7 separate regions of the Mus musculus genome follow, and regions 1, 2, 3, 4, 5 and 7 are each linked to region 6. A link is a contact called in public Hi-C, HiChIP or PLAC-seq and promoter capture Hi-C data. All regions are on one chromosome and are shown on one strand. The core of a region is the stretch at or near the end of the contact, and the rest is flanking DNA. Distances in the headings are between cores, read along the strand shown.

What was found. Promoter capture Hi-C pulls out the DNA fragments that hold promoters and counts their contacts. Hi-C and Micro-C count contacts between places; a contact is called where the count stands out from the background. HiChIP or PLAC-seq counts read pairs in DNA pulled down with a chosen protein or histone mark.
Region 1: a contact with region 6 is called in an HNF4G HiChIP or PLAC-seq map of pancreatic cancer cells. The contact joins the promoter of Suox here to the promoter of Mettl1 in region 6. A contact is called at or near these places in 1 of 39 promoter capture datasets (embryonic stem cells), 1 of 484 Hi-C or Micro-C datasets (B cells), 3 of 115 datasets of contacts at active chromatin or transcription factors (embryonic stem cells and pancreatic cancer cells) and 2 of 9 other capture datasets (liver and macrophages).
Region 2: a contact with region 6 is called in an H3K27ac HiChIP or PLAC-seq map of embryonic stem cells, with 5 times the contacts expected there. The contact joins the enhancer-like site here to the promoter of Mettl1 in region 6. A contact is called at or near these places in 5 of 39 promoter capture datasets (hippocampal neurons, liver, neutrophils and 1 more) and 2 of 115 datasets of contacts at active chromatin or transcription factors (embryonic forebrain and embryonic stem cells).
Region 3: a contact with region 6 is called in a promoter capture Hi-C map of neutrophils, with 4 times the contacts expected there. The contact joins the promoter of Gdf11 here to the promoter of Mettl1 in region 6. A contact is called at or near these places in 7 of 39 promoter capture datasets (cranial neural crest, hematopoietic stem and progenitor cells, liver and 3 more) and 1 of 484 Hi-C or Micro-C datasets (B cells).
Region 4: a contact with region 6 is called in a promoter capture Hi-C map of liver, with 6 times the contacts expected there. The contact joins the promoter of Mettl7b here to the promoter of Mettl1 in region 6. A contact is called at or near these places in 2 of 39 promoter capture datasets (embryonic stem cells and liver) and 1 of 115 datasets of contacts at active chromatin or transcription factors (pancreatic cancer cells).
Region 5: a contact with region 6 is called in a Hi-C map of B cells, with 6 read pairs. The contact joins the promoter of Dnajc14 here to the promoter of Mettl1 in region 6. A contact is called at or near these places in 2 of 39 promoter capture datasets (embryonic stem cells and liver), 1 of 484 Hi-C or Micro-C datasets (B cells), 1 of 115 datasets of contacts at active chromatin or transcription factors (stem cell-derived neural progenitor cells) and 3 of 9 other capture datasets (adipose tissue, liver and macrophages).
Region 7: a Hi-C map of B cells shows a contact between it and region 6, with 10 read pairs. The contact joins the promoter of Sarnp here to the promoter of Mettl1 in region 6. A contact is called at or near these places in 7 of 39 promoter capture datasets (the 3T3-L1 cell line, embryonic stem cells, liver and 2 more), 1 of 484 Hi-C or Micro-C datasets (B cells), 2 of 115 datasets of contacts at active chromatin or transcription factors (the NIH/3T3 cell line and bone marrow-derived macrophages) and 2 of 9 other capture datasets (adipose tissue and liver).

Annotation. Positions count from the first base shown.
Region 1 is chr10:128,672,517-128,675,306 of GRCm38.p6, reverse strand. It overlaps Suox (sulfite oxidase), which reads left to right and starts at 1,389. Exons shown (of 4, transcript NM_173733.3): 1 at 1,389-1,455; 2 at 2,705-2,768. The coding sequence starts at 2,716.
Region 2 is chr10:128,605,419-128,608,198 of GRCm38.p6, reverse strand. No RefSeq gene overlaps it. Among named protein-coding and RNA genes, the nearest start is that of Erbb3, 17 kb to the right of the region's middle. Within about 2 kb of position 1,503, at least 17 of the 459 cell types and tissues checked have an H3K27ac peak or open chromatin away from gene starts, as enhancers often do. A contact at or near this core is called in embryonic stem cells, where this site is marked.
Region 3 is chr10:128,890,427-128,893,126 of GRCm38.p6, reverse strand. It overlaps Gdf11 (growth differentiation factor 11), which reads left to right and starts at 1,409. Exons shown (of 3, transcript NM_010272.2): 1 at 1,409-1,880. The coding sequence starts at 1,442.
Region 4 is chr10:128,959,678-128,962,377 of GRCm38.p6, reverse strand. Mettl7b (methyltransferase like 7B) reads left to right here and starts at 1,390. Exons shown (of 2, transcript NM_027853.2): 1 at 1,390-1,937. The coding sequence starts at 1,440.
Region 5 is chr10:128,804,106-128,806,843 of GRCm38.p6, reverse strand. It overlaps Dnajc14 (DnaJ heat shock protein family (Hsp40) member C14), which reads right to left and starts at 1,290. Exons shown (of 7, transcript NM_001359825.1): 1 at 1,161-1,290; 2 at 1-676. The coding sequence starts at 633. Tmem198b (transmembrane protein 198b) reads left to right here and starts at 2,397. Exons shown (of 5, transcript NM_178066.3): 1 at 2,397-2,611.
Region 6 is chr10:127,040,509-127,043,208 of GRCm38.p6, reverse strand. Mettl1 (methyltransferase like 1) reads right to left here and starts at 1,277. Exons shown (of 6, transcript NM_010792.1): 1 at 1,139-1,277; 2 at 1-149. The coding sequence starts at 1,230. Eef1akmt3 (EEF1A lysine methyltransferase 3) reads left to right here and starts at 1,815. Exons shown (of 3, transcript NM_001205036.1): 1 at 1,815-1,991; 2 at 2,110-2,221. The coding sequence starts at 1,815.
Region 7 is chr10:128,820,361-128,823,060 of GRCm38.p6, reverse strand. Sarnp (SAP domain containing ribonucleoprotein) reads right to left here and starts at 1,297. Exons shown (of 11, transcript NM_025364.3): 1 at 1,090-1,297. The coding sequence starts at 1,125. It overlaps Ormdl2 (ORM1-like 2 (S. cerevisiae)), which reads left to right and starts at 1,432. Exons shown (of 4, transcript NM_024180.6): 1 at 1,432-1,519; 2 at 2,547-2,700. The coding sequence starts at 2,627.

The DNA of each region.
Region 1 (2,790 bases), core at 140-2,639, 1.6 Mb before region 6:
TGTACAATCATGGCCGGCCTCAGCTGGAATCATACTCTGGCACTGTAACACCAACTGAAACTTTATTTTCAACAACAGGGCCTGGATGTGCCCTTTACATTAATCCCAGCACTCTGGAGACAGAGGCAGGCAGATCTCTGTGAGTTCCAGGCCATCCTAGTCTACACAGTAAGTTCTAGGACAGTCAGGGCTACACAGAAACCCTGCCTCAAAAAATAAAAACAAAAACAGAACCAACCTTTCGGATGATAATCTGCAAAGGCTGAAAACCTTTCCACTCCCAAAAACGTTAGAGTCAATATCACCTATTCACTATCACGTCCCCTTTTCTGAGTACACTTCCCTGTTCAGGATTCTTAGCCCAATTCCTCAAAAAACAAAAACCAAAAACAATCAAAAAACATAAATGGACAAAGATGAACTTCCAGATGTAAAAGTTTGTTCTAAGTTGATGCGACTGTAGCTCAACCCTCTGGTCTCTAGAGGGCAGTCTATGAATGTTTGTTCCCGGAGCCCAAAGTGAATGTCAAAATTTCAATCTCTAGTAAATGATTAAGAGTAATAGCAAATTTTTCTATCATTGTCCTTTACCTTTTATATACAAGACTACAATGTTTATACTTTTGTTAAACTGCCCTTTTTTCTTGTTTAAGTAGACGCTTTTTAAAAAATTCATCACGCAGACTTTGGTGCATGCTTTTAAGTGAGGTACTCGAGGCAGAGACAGACAAATCTACCTCCGGAGTTCCGGATCAGCAGGGTCTACAAAGCTAGATTCAGACCAGCCAGAGCTACATAGTGAGACCTTGTCTCAAATAAAACATGGTTTTTCGGTATTGCTGTTTTCACACTTCAGAAATCCACTCTGGGAATCGTTGAGCCACTATTTTGGGCATCATTTCTGCCGTTATTCCTGGCCTTGCTTTCCCTAGGACTCAACGTTGCAACACCGAACTACCGAGGCGCGGGACAAAACCCTGGGTTTTCCCCGGGAATGTGGTCCCCATTCTCGTGGCCACCTTTCAAGGCCTTGTCACCTTCCACTGTCTAGATACAGAGCATCAGTTGTGCCTCACAATTCCCTACGGAGCTGCGGTCTGCTCTGGTCACCAGTGTGTGACCCCGGTCCCCGGGAGGCAGAGGCCTGTACCATCCAGGACCCGGCGACGCCCCGCCCCCCAGCTTCGCAACCCCGCGACCCGGCGACCCGGCGACCCGGCGACCCGGCGACCCGGCGACCCGGCGACCCGGCGACCGGGCGACAGTTGACAGTCCTCGTCAAGAGCAGCTGCAAAGCTAGGGGCCAATAGCTGCGGAGCCGGCGAGGGGCGTCAGGACGCCTGCACAAACTGTACACGTCACGGCCGAGCCCCGCCCCGCCCCGCCCCTCCGCTCTGGGCCGCTCTAGCCCTGCACGGGGCGGGTGAAATTGTTCCGCTGCCGACATCCAGCCGGGTAAGGGGACTGCGACCGGGAGAGAAAGGAGGGAGGGCAACGGTGGGACCAAGGCGGCCAGTGCCGCCAAATCTTGGAGTAACTTGGAGCAACCTCCAAATCTTAGCAGTAGCAAAAGAACCAGTATCTCCATATATGATGTCGGTGTGCTCCTGGGGTCGCAGGCTGGTGTTCTGTCCGAATTCTGGACAGACACACCCTCCTACCTAAAGTGTCTCAGAGAGTAAGGACTACTCTTGCACCACGGAGTAGCATTTCGGTATTTAGCAGGCCGCTCCTCCCAAACCTGGAACGGGGCTGGTAAAAAGCAGGTTGCTGAAATTAAGAGTAGATGGCAGGAAGAGTAGGGATCCCCGTGGCCCAGGCGTAAAGAGGAGAAAAATTCGCCTTTTCCATCTTCCTTCGCCATTTGTAAGAGTCCCATCCCTAGCATCTCAGCAACCAGCGGCTTCTTACTACTCTCCACTTTGACCATCCTAGGTCAGAGAGGCACTAGGTTGTGAGGAAGACACCTCAGCAGGACAGAGAGCAGAAAAATTAACTTCCTTCTCTAGCCCATCCCCTGACACCCTGGCCATTGACTCTGCTCAGTTTGCTGAGATCACTAGAATGCCATAGACTACGAGGTCAGGGTGGAGACTCTGAATTGAGGTTCAGTTCTCAGATGGGGTATTTATTTTAGAAGGGTGGAGGGAGAAAAGAGGAAAGGTCTGAGTGAATGTTATTACTTGTTTACTCTTCGTATCAGTTCCTCTGGGTAGAGATGAGGATACAAGTTCAGAGAGGCCCGCTGTGTTGCCATGGGAGCTGGTTAATGACAAGGCCTGGTTTTGCAAACCCCAGGCAGTTTGCTTCCAGGATTCTGGCTCCTTCACCCCATTAGGTTGCAGCCACCTCTTGTCTGTTTTCATCAGTCTCAATTTAGAAGTAATTATAAAATAGGGGCTGAGGATATGACTCAGTGGTAGAGTTATAATATTCTCAAGACCTTAGGTTCAATACACAGCATCATTAGAAAAAAAATTGGCAAACCTCTAATCTGTCCTTTAGTCCCTTTGCCTGGGGCATTGTTCTTTCTAGAAGCCTCTGTACCTTTCCATCCCCACTCCACCCCCATTCCTTTCGGCACAGTGTGTCTCTGAAGTGCTCCAAGTGTACTCTTAAGAACACATTTGGACCATGCACTCTCAGGTCTCCCAAACATGGGGTTTTCTTGGTTTGAAACCTAGAATCTATCTTCTTGTTGTAGGTCTTGCCACGATGCTGCTGCAGCTATACAGATCCGTGGTTGTGAGGCTTCCACAGGCCATCAGGTAGGTTTTCCCAAGCCAGTAC
Region 2 (2,780 bases), core at 254-2,753, 1.6 Mb before region 6:
AAAATATCTAACCAGACTAGCCAAACTGGTGAGCTTTGAGTTCAGCAAGAAATGCCTCAAAATACAAGGAAGATCTCAATATCAGTGGTGGCTACACACATGAGCTCACGGTGGGTGGTGCATACAGAAAGGTGGCTACATACATGTGCATACAGAAATACACATATGCATGTACATGACATACCCACACCTACACAAAGTCAAGCAATCTTTGAATTATTGTAAATATTGCCATTTAATAAATTTTATGGCCCTGCGGTGGTGACACATGCCTTTCATCCCAGCACTCGGGAGGCAGAGGCAGGAGGATTTCTGAGTTCGAGGCCAGCCTGGTCTACAAAGTGAGTTCCAGGACAGCCAGGGCTACACAGAGAAACCCTGTCTTGAAAAAAAAAACTAAATAAATAAATAAATAAAAATAATAAAATAAAATAAATTTTATAGGCAGGTATGGTGTTGAATATCTTTAATCCCAACACTTAGAGGCCAGAGGCAGGAGATCTCTATGAATTAGAGGTCAGCACGGTGAGTTCCAGGAGAGCCAAGGCTAAACAGAGAGACACTGTCTCAAAACAAACAAAACAAACCCCCCTACTTCTTTCCATACAATATATTTTGATCATGTTCCTTCTTCTCTGAAGCGGAAACGTCTAGTTTTGGAAAGTCAATTATGTCAAATGATGTTTTGCTGGGGCACACAGGTGAAAAGATTGTCTTGCTAAAGCAGACATGGTAAAGAATGTTTTCCTGAAGCAGGCACAGGTGAAAGGATGTTTTGCTATAGCAGATACGTGAAAGAATGCTGAGGAAGGAGTATAAATATGATCCCACAGACAGTGGGAGACGAGCACTGAGAATTGGTTTGGTTTTGCTCCACCTCGCTACTCTTCACTAACCCTGTCTCGGAAAAAAAAAGTCCTTCCCCCATATGTCTTCCTCTTTTTAAAGAATTATTTATTTTATGTATATAAGTACATTGTAGCTACTTCAGACACAACAGAAGGGGGCATCTGATCACTTTACAGATGGTTGTGAGCCACCATGTGGTTGCTGGGAATTGAACTCAGGACTTTCAGAAGAGTAGTCAGTGCTCTTACCCGATGAGCCATCTCTCCAGCCCCCCCGTCTACCTACCTTTCTTTCTTTCTTTCTTTCTTTCTTTCTTTCTTTCTTTCTTTCTTTCTTTCTTTCTTTCTTTCTTTCTCTCTCTCTCTCTCTCTCTCTTTCTCTCTCTCTCTCTCTCTCTCTCTCTCTTTCTTCCTTTCTTTCTTTCTTTTTTCCTTTTCTTTTTCTTTTTCTTTTCTTTTTTTTGAGATAGCATCACAGGCTGGATAGAATCACAAATAGCCCAGGCTGGCTCAGACTCTCCTTTAGCTGAGAATGACCATGAATTCCTGCCTCCACCCCCCAAGAATGGAATTCTAGGTATGTCACACTTACTCCAACTCTACAGTTGATTTTTTAAAAGTGTGCAGCCCAATTTGATAGCACTGGGACCCAGCCCTCAGGGTGGTGGGTGGGGGAGGAGGCACCAGGATCAGGAGTTCAGCCATTCTCCATCCTTGGATGCATCAAACGTTCAAGGTCAGCCTGTGCTGCCTGAGATCTTGACTCACAACAAGCAAAAGCAGCACTTCAGGTTGGAACATAGCTCAATGAGATCACCTACTCATGCAGGAGGCCCTGGGTCTGATCGCCAGTGCCCTTATAGACAAATACAAAACAAAACAAAAAAATAAAAAACAAAAACAAAGTTTGGAATTACCTCAGTGGTAAAGCACTTGCTTAGCATTTGTAAGGTCCTGGGTTTAGCCCTGAACAGTCCTCGCCTCTCAGAAGATTAATGTTTTAACAGCTTTATTGAATATAATAGGAAATGCAGTGATGGGTGCTAAGCACAGGTAATCCCATGGAGGGAGGGAGGGAGGGAGGGAGGGAGGGAGGGAGGGAGAGAGGGGGATATTTGCAGTGTGCAGGGGAGGAGAACTGAGACAGCTCCACAAAGCCACCCATTGTCAAGTCTGACAACCTGAGCCAATTCCAGAGCCCACATAGTAGAAGGAGAGCTTCCATGTACATGTGTGTACAAAAATATATTCTTAAATATTTTGGGGGGTTGGGGATTTAGCTCAACAGTAGAGTGCTTGTCTAGCAAGCACAAGGCCCTGGGTTCAGTCATCAGCTCTGAAAAAAAAAAGATAAAATAATATTTTTCAATGTTGTTGTTTGTTTGTTTGTTGTTTTTGTTTGCTTGTTTGTTTGAGGCAGGGTTTTTCTGTGTTGCCCTGGCTGTCCTGGAACTCACTCTATAGACCAGGCTGACCTTGAACTCAGAAATCCACCTGCCTCTGCCTCTCAAGTGCTGGGACTAAAGGTATGTGCCACCACTGCCTGGGTCAATGTATTTTTTTTTTTTATGCACATGAGTGTTCTGCCTTCTTGTGTGTATGTATGTATGTCCAGCATACATACATAGACAGAAGCCAGCTTCTGTATGCAGGTAAGTAAGAAGGTAGGCAAGGCAGGCAGGTAGACAGACAGACAGACAGACAGAAGCTCCTTTAAAGCAACAATTGGAGTTCCCCACTGAAATTTCTGGGCAGAGCAGAGTATCCTCTCTGGTGAGGCTTTCAAGCAAAAGAACAAACAGTCACTGTCCTGGCTGGTTTTGTGTGTCAACTTAGCACAAGCTGGAGTTGTCCCAGAGAAAGGAGCCCCCCTTGAGGAAATGCCTCCATGATCCTGCTGTAAGGCATTTTCTCAACTAGTGATCAAGGGGA
Region 3 (2,700 bases), core at 160-2,659, 1.8 Mb before region 6:
TCGTGTACTGAGCTGTCTGGCTGCGCTTAGGACCACACCTGAAGACCATGGCTGGTCCCATTCCAGAGTGGCTCCCCTTGGGGTTTGCTATCTCCACATTAGACATCTGAGTATAGACCCTGCTCTTACCCTTACGCCTAAAACTTCAAGCTTTCTCAGACATGTAAGACCTTACAAACACAAAGACGTAGCTAGGAACCCAGAGAGAGGGTCCAGATTCCTCGCCAAGCACCACTTTCAAGCCCTACCTCATCCCTCATCTGGCTCTTCCCCTCATGGCTCCCACCCTTTCCAGCCCGATCACGATCACTCTCTTTGTTCTATTAAACCTCAATCTCAAGATCACAGGCCTCCTAGATAGTTTTCTTCCGGGCTCAGTACTTGTCAACTTCTCAGCTTGTCCCTGGCCTCTTCCTCTCCTGACCGCCTTCATCCCTGTGATAAATCAGCCTGATGTTCCATTTTATGGGTTCTTTAAACATCCTGGGCTACCTCTGGTAGCTGAGGCTATTCTTCACATCTCCACCTCTTCCCCTTGGGTGTCTCTTTGCGCTCCAACCAAGGCTGACTTGTGTGTGTTACTTCCTCCCCTGGTCTTTTCTCTGCACCTGCCTCCTCAGGGGTTGCTACCTCCAAGGTATCCCCTGTCTCTGCCTCTCCCTCTTGCGCAGGGTACCATCAGCTCCCTCTGACCCATCCGTTCTCTTGCCCACCTCTCCTGCTCTCTCCTGTTCGACTCCGTAGAATTCGGTTAGCCACCCCTCTTTGCGCTCTACCTTTGTCTTTGACTCTCTCCACTCTTAACTGTCCCACTAGTTTTTCTGGTCGTCTTCAGTCTTCGCTCTTGCTCTCTAGCTAAGTCTCTCCCTTCTGTGACTTCTTTTCTCTCTTTTGTCTCTCCCTCTTCCCTTCCTATCTGGGTATCTTTGGATCTGCCTCTTCCCCCACCCCCAACCCCTACCCACCGCTCCGTCTGTCCCCGATCTCTCTGACTCGGTCCCTCACGGCCTCTCCCCCCCTCCCCCTCATCTTTCGGTCTCTTCATCTTTCTCTGGACCCGTGCTCGCTCGTGTTCTCTCTCTCTCTCTCTCTCTCTCTCTCTCTCTCTCTCTCTCTCTTTTCCTCGGTTCTCTCCGGCTCCCTCTCTCGCCTCGGATGACAGCGCTACCTCTTTTGTTGGCTCCGCAGCCAATCGCGGCCGCTGACGACACGGGGGCCGGGGCTATAAAGGGCCCGGCCCGGGCTTGGGCCCCCCCAGCTGCCCGCCCCGGCCGCCCGCCCGCCCCGCCCGTGCGCCCGCCGCCCCCGGCCCCCGGCCCCCCCTCGGCCGGGCAGCCCCCAATCCCGCGCCGCCCGGACCCCCTCCTCCTCCCTCTTCCCTCCGCCCCCTCCCCGCGGGACTCCGGCGTCCCCGCCCCCCAGTCCTCCCCTCCCCTGCAGCATGGTGCTCGCGGCCCCGCTGCTGCTGGGCTTCCTGCTCCTCGCCCTGGAGCTGCGGCCCCGGGGGGAGGCGGCCGAGGGCCCCGCGGCGGCGGCGGCGGCAGCGGCGGCGGCGGCCGGGGTCGGGGGGGAGCGCTCGAGCCGGCCGGCCCCGTCCGCTCCGCCGGAGCCGGACGGCTGCCCCGTGTGCGTGTGGCGGCAGCACAGCCGCGAGCTGCGCCTAGAGAGCATCAAGTCGCAGATCCTGAGCAAACTGCGGCTCAAGGAGGCGCCCAACATCAGCCGGGAGGTAGTGAAGCAGCTGCTGCCCAAGGCGCCGCCGCTGCAGCAGATCCTGGATCTGCACGACTTCCAAGGCGACGCGCTGCAGCCTGAGGACTTCTTGGAAGAGGACGAGTACCACGCTACCACCGAGACGGTCATAAGCATGGCCCAGGAGAGTAAGTGGGCTGCGGGGTGCGCGCGGTGCGGTGCAGTCCGGGAAGGACCCGGAAGCCCTTTCTGCGAAAACTTGACGGATTGGGGAGCCGGGCCACTCCACACAACTTTTTGAGCGGAGAAGATGGGCAGCGGAGTTGAGTGCACGCCCCGTTCTAGGGTGGGGGGGTGGAGGATGGCGCGTTGGGGGAGGGGGGCCAAACCAGGCAGGTTGTGAGCTATTGCTTTCCATCCCTTGTGAGAAAAAGATTCAAGTTGAAGTAGTCCTAGAAACTGGCACCCTACAGTGACTTTTCTGGAGCGTTAGGTGGGGAGCTTCCGTGACCCGTGCAGTCTCAGCTGGGCCGCAGTGCCATCTTCCCACTGCTCTGGCACCAGCATCAACTCCTTGCCCGGTGCTCCGGAAGGCGCCCACCGGCTTTCGGAAAAACTAAGTGTTCCTCTAAGGCCATGGCATAGGACCCAAACCCGGTGTACGTCTCAGCAACTCAGCTGACACCTCTCCTTTCTGCACCTGATCTCGCACTGGGTATCCCCTAGGACCTAGAAGAGCTGTTCCTTCCTGGTACCGAAAGAGCTCAAATAACTCAACTCCACTGCGCTTGCCACTTAACGAGTATCATTTGGTTACTCTCATCTTAGCGTGCTCACTCCCTGTCCTACCCACAGCTGGAGCCAAAGAAGACCCAGGGAGAAAGAACTAGATGAGGGGGATGGGAGAACCCAGGCATCCGAGCCCCTGGCCAAACGGAGGATGAACACTCTGATAGACAGGAGCGGCTTTGAAATTTTATGGCCTGGAAAATCCAGGCCAATACTACC
Region 4 (2,700 bases), core at 141-2,640, 1.9 Mb before region 6:
AGGACTTTAACAACATAGGAGTTTATACTAGGATGCTGGGAGAACCCCTTCATCAATGCCAGCCCTGACCTGGTCGTGAACTTAACTGTACTGAGTTGTCATCACGTTCCCAAGGACTCTTGGGGCAGCTTCTTGCTTCTTACCCCCACTCTCCATAGGTCATACAAATGCAGGAGCATGGCAGGACACTGGAAGTCATGTAAGGACCCCACACCGCTTCTTTCTCCTTGTTTGATACGTAAGAACATTCTCACAGAGCTCATAGCCAAACCAGGACTAATCTCAGGTCTCCAGATTCTTTCACTCCCTGCCTGCCCTTTTTGTTTCTTTCCTTCCTTGTCTCCTCCTTTTCTTCTACTTATGTAGTCTAGAGGCCTTGAATTTGAAATGAGTATTCATCTAAAAAAAAAAGTGTCTTCTTAGAGCCAGTGAGATGGTTGAGCTAGCTAAAGTGCTTTTTGTGCACGTCTGCAGACCTGGGTTTGACCCCCAGAACCTACATAAAGGGGCAAGGAAAGAACCGACTCCACAAAGCTGTCTTCTGACCTCCACATGCTCACCTTGGTACATATCGTACACACATGCATATGTACATGCACACACACACACACACACTCATAACATTAAAATCAGAGTTTGTTGAGATGAATCAGCAGGTAAAGATGTTTGCTGACAAACCTGACAAACTGAGTTTAATCCTTAGCACTCATGTGGTGGACAGACAGAAGCAACTCCCAGGAGCTGTCATTTGACCTCCACAACTGCACCATAACACACATACACTCAAGAGCATACATGGAATGCATATATGCATACATACATAAATTTTTAAATACACTATTTCACAGGTTTTTTTAATTGCCCTCTTTCAGTTCAGGGCCTCGAGCACCAGCACTCTGTAGCTGAGGCCTGTTTTCAGCCCCAGAATCTTTCTTCTGATCAGTAACCTCCCTCCTTCTCATAACCATCAGGCCTAACCCTGTACATTCTATTTGGCCATCATTTACAACAAAGGCATTTTGCTGATTATAAAATCCCAGAGGGTGTTTCTAGCTTGCACAACCTGAACAGATCTGAGAACAGTAAGTCTGCTCTGCTCCCAGCTTTTGGCCCCCATGAGGCTGTGATCTGAAACATGCCCCCGCACCTGGCCCCCTTCCTGCTTCCTCTGAGGCAAGCCAGAATACTCAACTATCTTCTATAATACAGCAACACAGGCACTGCCTTGATCCTTCACCGACATAAAACTTGTTGAAAAGCCAGTGACACTGTATGACCCATGATTCTAGAAGAATACATGCTCCACCCATTAAAAGAATTACCAGACAGGAGGCAAAGAGCAAAGTCCTATCCGAGGAGGAGGGGAGACTTACATCTGCCAGCCTGGGCAGAGGCAAAACTCTAGTGTTCCACGAGACGCTCCACCAGGAGCTGGTATCATGGATGCCCTGGTTCTATTTCTGCAGCTGCTGGTGCTGCTCCTGACTCTACCTCTACACCTACTGGCTCTGCTGGGCTGCTGGCAGCCTATATGCAAAACCTACTTCCCTTACTTCATGGCCATGCTAACAGCCAGGTCCTACAAAAAGATGGAAAGCAAGAAACGGGAACTATTTAGCCAGATAAAAGATCTCAAGGGGACTTCCGGCAACGTGGCCCTGCTGGAGCTGGGCTGCGGCACCGGTGCCAACTTCCAGTTCTACCCACAGGGCTGCAAGGTCACCTGTGTGGACCCAAACCCCAACTTCGAGAAGTTCCTGACAAAGAGCATGGCTGAGAACAGGCACCTCCAATATGAGCGCTTCATTGTGGCTTACGGAGAGAACATGAAACAACTGGCTGACAGCTCCATGGATGTGGTGGTCTGTACCCTGGTGCTATGTTCTGTGCAGAGCCCCAGAAAGGTCCTGCAGGAAGTCCAGAGAGTCCTGAGGCCGGTGAGTAGACCAGGGAGGGTATAGGCCTGGAGCAGGTAAGCATAGTAGGGCAACTCCAAAGGACGCTGATGTAGCCCACCACCTGACAGCTGAACACACCATCAGAATGGCCTGTTAGGCCTGTGCCTCTGCTGACGGTTGGGAGATCTGACCATGAAGGAGCACCGTAGGTTACTATGGAAACACAGGGGAGTGAGGAAAGCTAGAGAAGACACCAAAGGTGGTGAAGTTTAAATTGATGTCTAAGAAGTTATCATGGTGTGGAGGAGGTGGAGGGGGAGGCTAAAAGTGTTCTAGTGGAGGATGCGGTGGGGGAAATAAAACTCTTCAAGTAGAAGTGTTGGGGGAGTCGAGTCTATGAGAGTTTGAGCAGGGTGTGGAAAGAGAGGAATTTAGGATGATTTCTGAAGTTTCTGGCTTGCACAACTGAAGAGGGCGTGGATGAATCGTCCACTTGCTGGAATGGAAAAACTGTTCTGGACGTGCTGGGTCTCAGGATCCACTAAGACATCTGTGCAGAGAAGCCACGCGGGGCATCAGAAGTTCAGGTCTGGAAGTCAGAACAAGATGTGGTCTAGAGAATGAGCTCTGGACCCGGTGACTTTTCTGCAGTTTCAGTATGGGAGTGGACAAATTCCCTAGGAAGAGCACACTGGGGGAAAGGGTCTGAGGAAGTCCTGTTATAGCCAGAAGTCCTGGGATGTCTGGGTTATGCTGGACACCAGAATGTCAGGAGAGGCTGGGATCACACCTCTATCTAGCA
Region 5 (2,738 bases), core at 41-2,540, 1.8 Mb before region 6:
ACTATCCCGAACATCCTCCTTGATCAGAAAACGGTGCTTCTGCCTCCGGGACAAGGGTTTCTTTCCACTGGACACACGTGAAAAATCACTGGGAAATTTAAGAGGTTCCTCATCATCATATTCTTCTTCCAACTCTTCATCTTCCCCCAAGGCTGGAGAGGTGCAATGGTGGCAAAGGCTGCTAGAAGAGCCATCTCCTTCCTCGGAGTAAGTTCCTTCGGGGACTCCAGGGCTTCCCTGGCAGTTACAAGCAGATGGAATGGAAAGAAAAGAAGGACTCCCATCCTCCTGGTACCCAGTCTCATTCTCTCTTGAGAGTTCCTGGTCCACTCCTGACTCTTCTGAACCTGTCTCGCTCTCATCAGGGTAGCCTCCTCCTCTAGGTGGTCCTGGACCCCTTGGAGGACCATGGCTTGGATCTGACCAGTGGGCTGGATTTGGAGGCTGTGTGTACTTAGGGCCGGAGTGCTCTTTGAGGCATCGTGTACCATTAGGAGCAGTCTCTGCTGAGTCCCTGAGTCCTGAGAATGAAAGTATTTCGGGGTCCACAGAGGATCCTGATGTACTGAGGGAGGTACCACCACTGCGGTGGGCTCCACACAACCTTCTTTCTCCCGGGTGCTTCTGGGCCATGACCCCGGGCTTCCTGAGGATTTTAGGTCACTGCCATCATTGCCTGTAACAAAGATATCAAGTTGGGAATGGTCAAGGATAGAACCAAGAGTTAAACAATCTCAAAATGACATATTCAATGTACCCACTCCCCAGGCAGTGTTAGCTCAAATTCGCTATCCCTAACAATAAACGTGAGTTAGGCAGACCACAAACCTGCTTGCACCAACCCGGACCTCAGAAACCCCCTTACTCCCGAAATCTTAATTTTTTTTTCTTCTTCCTCCAAGAAGCTAACAATCTTCAATCTGAGAAATGGGGGGGAGGGGGGGTGCCGCAAAGGGTGTGGTCGGGGCGGCGGGGGGGTGGGGGGGTAACTCTTAGGAAAAAAAAAAAAGACTGCCTGAAAGAGGGAGGCCGCAATCTGTCAGAAAAGGGTGGGGACCGTGCAGGGCTAGAGGAAAAGCTGAGGGCGGAGCTTCGAGGTGCCCCTGCAAAAGATTACCCGAGAACCCACCGACGGGGTACCAGGGGCGAAGGCGACGTACCGAGCAGCAGCGGTAACTCCTCCCTCCTCAAGCAGCTGCGCCTGAGGCCAGGGGGAGCTGCCAGGGGGAGCTACAGGAGCAGCTCCCCCGGCTCCGCCTCCCGCTCACGCTCCGCTTCCGCCTTCCGTCCCCGCCACGGCCGCTTACTTCCACTTCCGGGGTCACCGGGGGGGGGGAAAAGGTCGCGAAGGGAAGAGAAAAGCGCTTAGCCGAGGCTCTCACTTGCGCGGCGGGCGCGGAGTCAATCGAGGAGGCGGTGCTAGAGCATCCGGCCCCACCCCTTAAAGGGCCCTCCGCCTCCACGCAGGTCCCGCCGTAAGCGAGCTGAAGCCTGCGAACTGTACTCCTCGTCGTCGCTGCTGAAACGGAGATGAAGGGCGGCTGCCGAAGCACACACCGTCTTTGGCGTGCAGACAGACACCCAGGGCACGCAGAGGAGCCAGCGACCCTGCTCGCCCAGACCCTTCCCTGTCGGCTGTCCAGCCAAGAGGTTGCGGAGAAGTGTGTGTCCCGGACTAGCTAGCCCCCTAAAGAGACGCGACACTTCTCCTGGACCCAACTGGCGAGCTTCCACGCCGCCGATCCGCCCCCTGTGAACGCGGCGTAAGGGCCGGGCCAGGGAATGCGGCTAGGGGTACCTGGTTCCACGGAGCTCAGAACCTAGTCCAGCGTAACAGAACCCCGCACTCATCTGCGTGCTGCTTTGCATCTCATTTACATAGTAAGCTTTGGGTCGAAGCCAGCACGCTCCCCAACCCCTACGCAGACCCTGATGGAACCTCTCGTCTGCACTCCTTTAAAGCCTTACAGTTCTGCCAGTGTCCCTGCCAGGCCCGTCTTGCTCCACAAGTTTTTTTTTCCACCCATGAACACCCCCACCCAGCACTAGTTAAAAACCCTTCTCCGGCTCCCGACCACCCGGTTCCCCAGAAGACAATACTCCAATTCTCTGGGAAGTGGAAGAAACCAAGTTGGACCAGCGGGTGCTTTGGGACCCTATTTGGGCTTTGAAAACGTTAAGTTGGTAATTAATCTCCTTAGCATTCAGAGACCTTCCGTCTTAGTCTTGATGGGCGTCACAAAACTCTTCATTGCTATGGTTAGGGGGCGTCCCTCCTCCTAGATTAGAGAAGTGGGTAGCCTGGGTTCCCCCACAGACAGAGGTAAAGATTGAGGGGGCCCGCCCCGTGATGTCATCCTCCCCCCCCCCCACCCCATACACACTCCCTGTCTCCTTCCCCCACACACACCCCCGCCCCCAAGCTAATTGCATTTAGCTCCCTGGGTTTGGGCTCCGACTTGCCTGAGTTTAGGGAGCAACAGAGCACAGTAGCCCAAGGGGGTGCCTGCGGCCAACAGCCACCCGTGTGCCTAGGACCTCTGGGCTGGAATGAAGCTGGAGGTCTAGGAAAGCAATTCCACCCCTTTGCTCTCCTCAGCCCTGCAGGGTGGTGAGTAGTTAACACCCTTCCTGGTCTCTCCTTGTTTTGCGTCCCAAACTCTTAAGCGATTGAGAAGAGCCCCGGGAGGTCTCCAGTCCTTCAGCCTCAGTACCCTAAAGACGGCAGAAGGAAAGTG
Region 6 (2,700 bases), core at 28-2,527:
AGCCACAGCCTATGTCTGCAAACTCCACTTGGGCCCCAGAGTGCTTTTCTTTCTCATCCTTTGGATCATCATGGCTCTTATTTTGAATAAGCGGAGCAAAGAACTCTGGGTAAAGCTCAGACCAGTCCATTTCCTCTGGCTTCACAGGGCTATTAGAAAGAAGACATGAGACACATGAGACTGTTGTACATACCAGTGCAGACATTTTGTGTAAGAGTTGGGGGGGGGGTGGTAGGCTTAGAAAAAAACTCTGCATGCAGGGACCATGTGGTATGTAGAAGGTGTAATGGGAAGTCCCCTGGCTTCTAGGGTGTGAATCAGTCCCATCATGAGGCTATGGCTGCAGATCTGCCAAGTTCTTCTGGGTACTGATGTGTGTAAGGTTTTCCCAGAGACTGACTGCCTAAGGCACTGGAGCACTACTTTGTTTATGTATATTTTAAAATTTTTATTTACCCGTGTATTTTGCATTTTATGTGTATGAGTGTTCAGTCTTCATGCACACCAGGAGAGGCAATCAGATCCCATTAGAAGTGGTTTCCAGCCACCATGTGATTGCTGGGGCCTCTGGAAGAGCAGTCAAGCGCTCTTAACCACTGAGGCATCTCTCCAGCCCTCTTTGTTTATGTATTTTGTGTGGCGAGGATGGAACAAGGAGTGGCCAGGAGTGTGTATATATGTTTATCTTTTTATAAATTAAAAAACCCAAATCGGAGCCGGGTGTAGTGGTGCACACCCTCAGGAGGCAGAGGAAGCTGTATCTCTGTGAGTTCGAGGCCAGCCTGATCTACAAAGTGAGTGCCAGGACAACTAGGGCTACACAGAGAAACCCTGTCTCCAAAATCCAAACCAAATTAAAAAGAAAAACCGGAAGGTGGAAATGACAACTTGCTTCGCTTCATTTTGGCAATAGTTTTTCCCCCCTCTTCCTAGATCTGGCTGGCAAGTCCACCCAGACTTTAAGTCTCCAACACCGCGACCCCTCCCAGCCGGCCAACTCCGCCTTCTGCCCAATCTCCCTAAGCCATCCTCAGCTGACGTGTCACCCGGACAACCCTCCCCGCTCCATCGCAAGTCCTAGCGGTGGCCCCTGCGCGACCGCCTTCCCTCCCTCCCGGACCCCGCCGGGCCCGCTCACTAGCGCAGTGTGTGGTCTGCCATGGGGTTGGAGTGGGCGCGCTGCCGGTAGTAGCGCTTCTGCGGCTGGGGGGCTTCGGCTCCCGCCATCATGCCACGCAGTCCACGTGGAGAGCCGAGCTCGCGGCGCGAGGTGATGACGCAGCCCGCGGACCGCCAGCGGGCCCCGCCTTTTAAAGAGCGAAGAGCAAATTCTGTAGCACCGTAGGGAAAGGACCCTGAAGGGAGTGGGAGGGGAAACCTGCGCCCTGCTATTGCTAACCGTGCTTTGGGGAGGCCAGCTCCGGGCACCCCGCATCCTCCCTTGGGTCGTTCTGGCCTAGTCTGGGTTCTCAAATGCCCACAGGTACCTGTGCGCCCCACAGGTGAGCGGGATGTGAGGGACCCGCCTCTGACAGTAAACTCAAGCATCATTTCTTCTCTCTCCGGGTGGTCTCAAACCAAGTCTGGCCCGTATGGTGTTGTGTGGGTCCTGTTCTGTGTGCGCCAGGTACCCGGGCTCGGGGGTCATCCCCATCCATCTCTAGGAAGTCCAGCTGGAGGAAGGAGAGCGAACTGGGGAGGCGGGGCCCGGTGCCTGGGAGCAGCCCATATGGCTGGCAGTCCCCAGCCTCAACCCCGCACCGATAGAGGGGATCCGAGCGCTGGCCGGGGTGCTCGGGGACTCTATCTGCCGGATGGCCAGCTCTCGCACCGATCCGGAAACTGAGCCCGAATCCGTGTTCCCACGGGAGATCCGGCTCTTCACAGACTCTTACTCAGAGAGCAGCCGGTTCTGCTTCTGTGGGCACGAGCTGAGCATCACGCAGAACTTTGGGTCGCGCCTTGGGGTGGCGGCACGCGTGTGGGATGCGGTGAGGAATGGGCTGCCCTAAGTGAGGGTCCCTGAGAGGTCCAGTCCCCGGACCCCGGCTCTCCCATATGGAGACACCGTTCTGACAGTTTCCCACTTTCTTTTTCCCTTCCTCATAGGCTCTGAGCCTGTGTGACTATTTCGAGAGTCAAAATGTGGATTTTCGAGGCAAGAAGGTGATCGAACTGGGCGCGGGGACGGGCATCGTGGGAATCTTGGCGGCGCTGCAGGGTGCGTGAGCTGGCATTGCGGCGGGAGGAGGGGAGCTGGAGTGTGGAGAAGTGAGGACGTGGATTCCTGGGGGTGGGTAGAACTCAGCTCAGTTCTTTCCTTTTAACAAACCTCTATTCTCCTGCAAGGCAGACAGCGCTGACGAGTGTTCAGAACACTCAAGCTAGTTGGCTTCAGGGTACCTGAAACAAATAAGATAGGCTTTCCGTGAAAAAAAAAAAAAACTGGAGATGCTCTTTCGCTAAAATGCTTGCATGGATTTTCTGAAGGAGAGACCTAGGACAGTGAACCTCATCAAAGATTTGTAGCTTTGTTATGTTAGGATCTTTTAAATATCTTTTTCTTTCCTTTCTTTTTTTTGGGTGTGTGTGTGTGTGTGGGTAGGGGGTGTGGGTGTGGTTTTGTAGTCTGGTTGAGACAGGCTCTCTTGTTGTCCAGGCTGGCCTAAAACTCATTACGTAGAGATTAGCCTTGAATTC
Region 7 (2,700 bases), core at 48-2,547, 1.8 Mb before region 6:
AGAATGTTATCAAGAAGTGACACCAAGGCATCCTGAAAAGATGTCTCAGTTGTGAAGAGCATTTACTGCTCTTCAGGACCCAAATTATTCTACTCTCAGCACCCACATCAGGCTGCTCAAAACTGCCTGTAACTCCAGCTCCAGGGGATCCAACACCCTCTTCTAACCTCCAAGAGCATGCATCCATCATATACTCACACAGACACACGGAAATAACAAAAATAGACCCAAAAAGGGAGTTGGGGGTGACATCAAGAGAGCTGGGATCCTTCCCAAAGGTTAAAAGGACAAACAAAATCCTAAGGTTTTCAAACATACTTCATACACCTCTCATATTACAGCTATCTACCCTACACGTTCTCTCTCTAGAGGTAGGATAGTCAGGGGAGGGAGGGCAGGTCATTGAGAACCTCCTGAGAAAACTCGAAAAACTTTTAGGATTGATGTGTTTGCCATCTTACAACCTTTTGGAGAAGCCTCTACCCCAGGTTTCCACCGAGAAACCTATCTTAAGGCCTCTCCTCTCCTTGATTTTAAAAATTCGAGTGCGGGGTCTTAACCCCACCTTGTTAAAAGAGAACGGAAGCACTTTCTGGGTTATGTTTGGGACATATTCAGCAAAACATGCAAAAATGCCACTATATGTTAACTGAGGAATTCCAGCTTTGGGACAAGAGGAGTGACTACATCAATCCGTTGGGGGGCGGGGGGGACGGACAAACAAACCATAACTTTGGGTCAGCATGGGACACGGGGGAAGGACCACTGACGTAATGAAGATTAAATGAGAAAGGGGTATAAAAGATAGAAGGCGCTTCACAGCCGAGCAGGGAAGGGTGGCAGGTAATAAAAACAATGAGAAGAACAGGTAACAGCAGGTAAACACCAGGTAACGATAGCGATAAATTACTGAGGAGAAACGAAGTTCAAGGTAGGCCTAAGAAAGGAGGCACAAAACAACAACGGGAGCCAGGAAAGAAGTGTAAGCGGGCGCCTGACAGGAAAACACGTGGAATAAGGCCGCGCAGGGCCCCGCGTAGAATTTAGGCTCCAGGAAACCCCACCTCAGCCTTCCCCGCGTAACGGTACCTTCAGCTTGTGGAGCTCCACCGTCTCGGCCGCCATCTTGATGCGCCTCAGTCCACCGGACCCCCACCGCTGGCCCCCACCTCAGGCGCTTAGGCTCATCCAACCAATCGCTGTTTCTCTTGCTCCCACCTCACACCAACGGCTCTTCCCATTAGTCAGCGGCGGCGGCGCTCTCACGCCTCTTGGCCACTTTCCACGGCTCTCTAAAAAGGTGGATCCAGGGGAGGGCGGGGTTTGCATGGCCTAACGAGAGAAAAGGCGACCAATTGTACGTCTCCATTGCGTAACCAACCAATGATTGGGGACAGCGCGGATTCTGTTCCGCCAATAGGGAGAGCGCAGACAGGGCGAAAGTCGGCCACTTCCTGGAGACCACAGGTGTAAGAGCCAGCGCTGTGCCCCAAGCCGGACGGGCTCCTGAAGCTGGCAGGTATGGGCCCCGTGAAACTTTAAAAAGTTACAGAGAGAAATCGGTGGGAGTATTGGGAAGGGCGGCGAAACGACAACCTTAGATTCGAGAGATCCCGTGAAGAAAGTGACATGCGAAACTGGGACTCTGGGAGGAGCATGGGCGGACTCTGTAATTGATTTGGGGAATTGTGGGACAGGCAAGAGCGGGTTAAAACAAACAAAACAAAAAACAAAAGTAGGCATTAGAGCTTGCAGAAGTTTAAAAACTAAAACCGCTCCTAGAAGGGAAGGACTCCCATTTCTTGAGGGACTGAGCTCAGACCCCTTCCTAGACTAATTTAAAAATTGGGTAAGTTTTTGCAGCGCCCCACGTTCAGTGAAGGGATGAAATTGCTTGGCTGCTGACAATGCCAAGCGGGTGAGAGACAGGATGGACAAGCCCCAGGAAAAAAGGATGGGAACTAGAGGTAGCTTTACTCTCAGTGCCTTCTTTATTGGTCCCTTGATTAACTGAATAGCTTTCTTGTGGAACTCTGGGTATGTGTGACCTCTTTATAATTCACTAACTTCCTCAAGAAAGTAAATTAAAATACTCCCGATTCCTCCGATCCTTCAAATAGGTCTCACAGTCTAAACTTACTGCTTTATATTTAGTTGAAATGTAAAGATCTGAGTAAAAACCCCACTTGTGTGAGTATACACACTAACAACTGAAGGTACGGAAGTCAAAAGACAGCTTTCCGGAGTTGGTTATCACCTTCCACTGCATGGGTCCTGGGGATCCAACTCAGGTCTTTAGGCATGGTGACAAATACCTTTTCCACCTTAGTCATTTCGAAGACCCTCTTGCCTTTTTGTTTGTTTTGGAGAAAGGTCAAACAGTTCTCATGCCTCAACCTCCTAAATTCAGGGATTACAAGCATGAGCCACCACACCCAGCTGCTTCACCTCTTCTCAAGTTTTAACAAAGTGTTCAGTTTTTCCTTTTTTTGCATGGTAGGGAAATTCTTTCATTCCCAAGACTTCAGGGGATTTTGGCTTTTCAGGAGACAGCTGGGGAACAAGCTCAATCAGGGCTAATGAGGAGACTGAGTTGGACTCCTGCCTGATCCCTCACTGTGGTAGGATGAATGTGGGGGTGGCACACAGCGAAGTAAACCCCAACACTCGAGTGATGAACAGTCGGGGCATCTGGCTGGC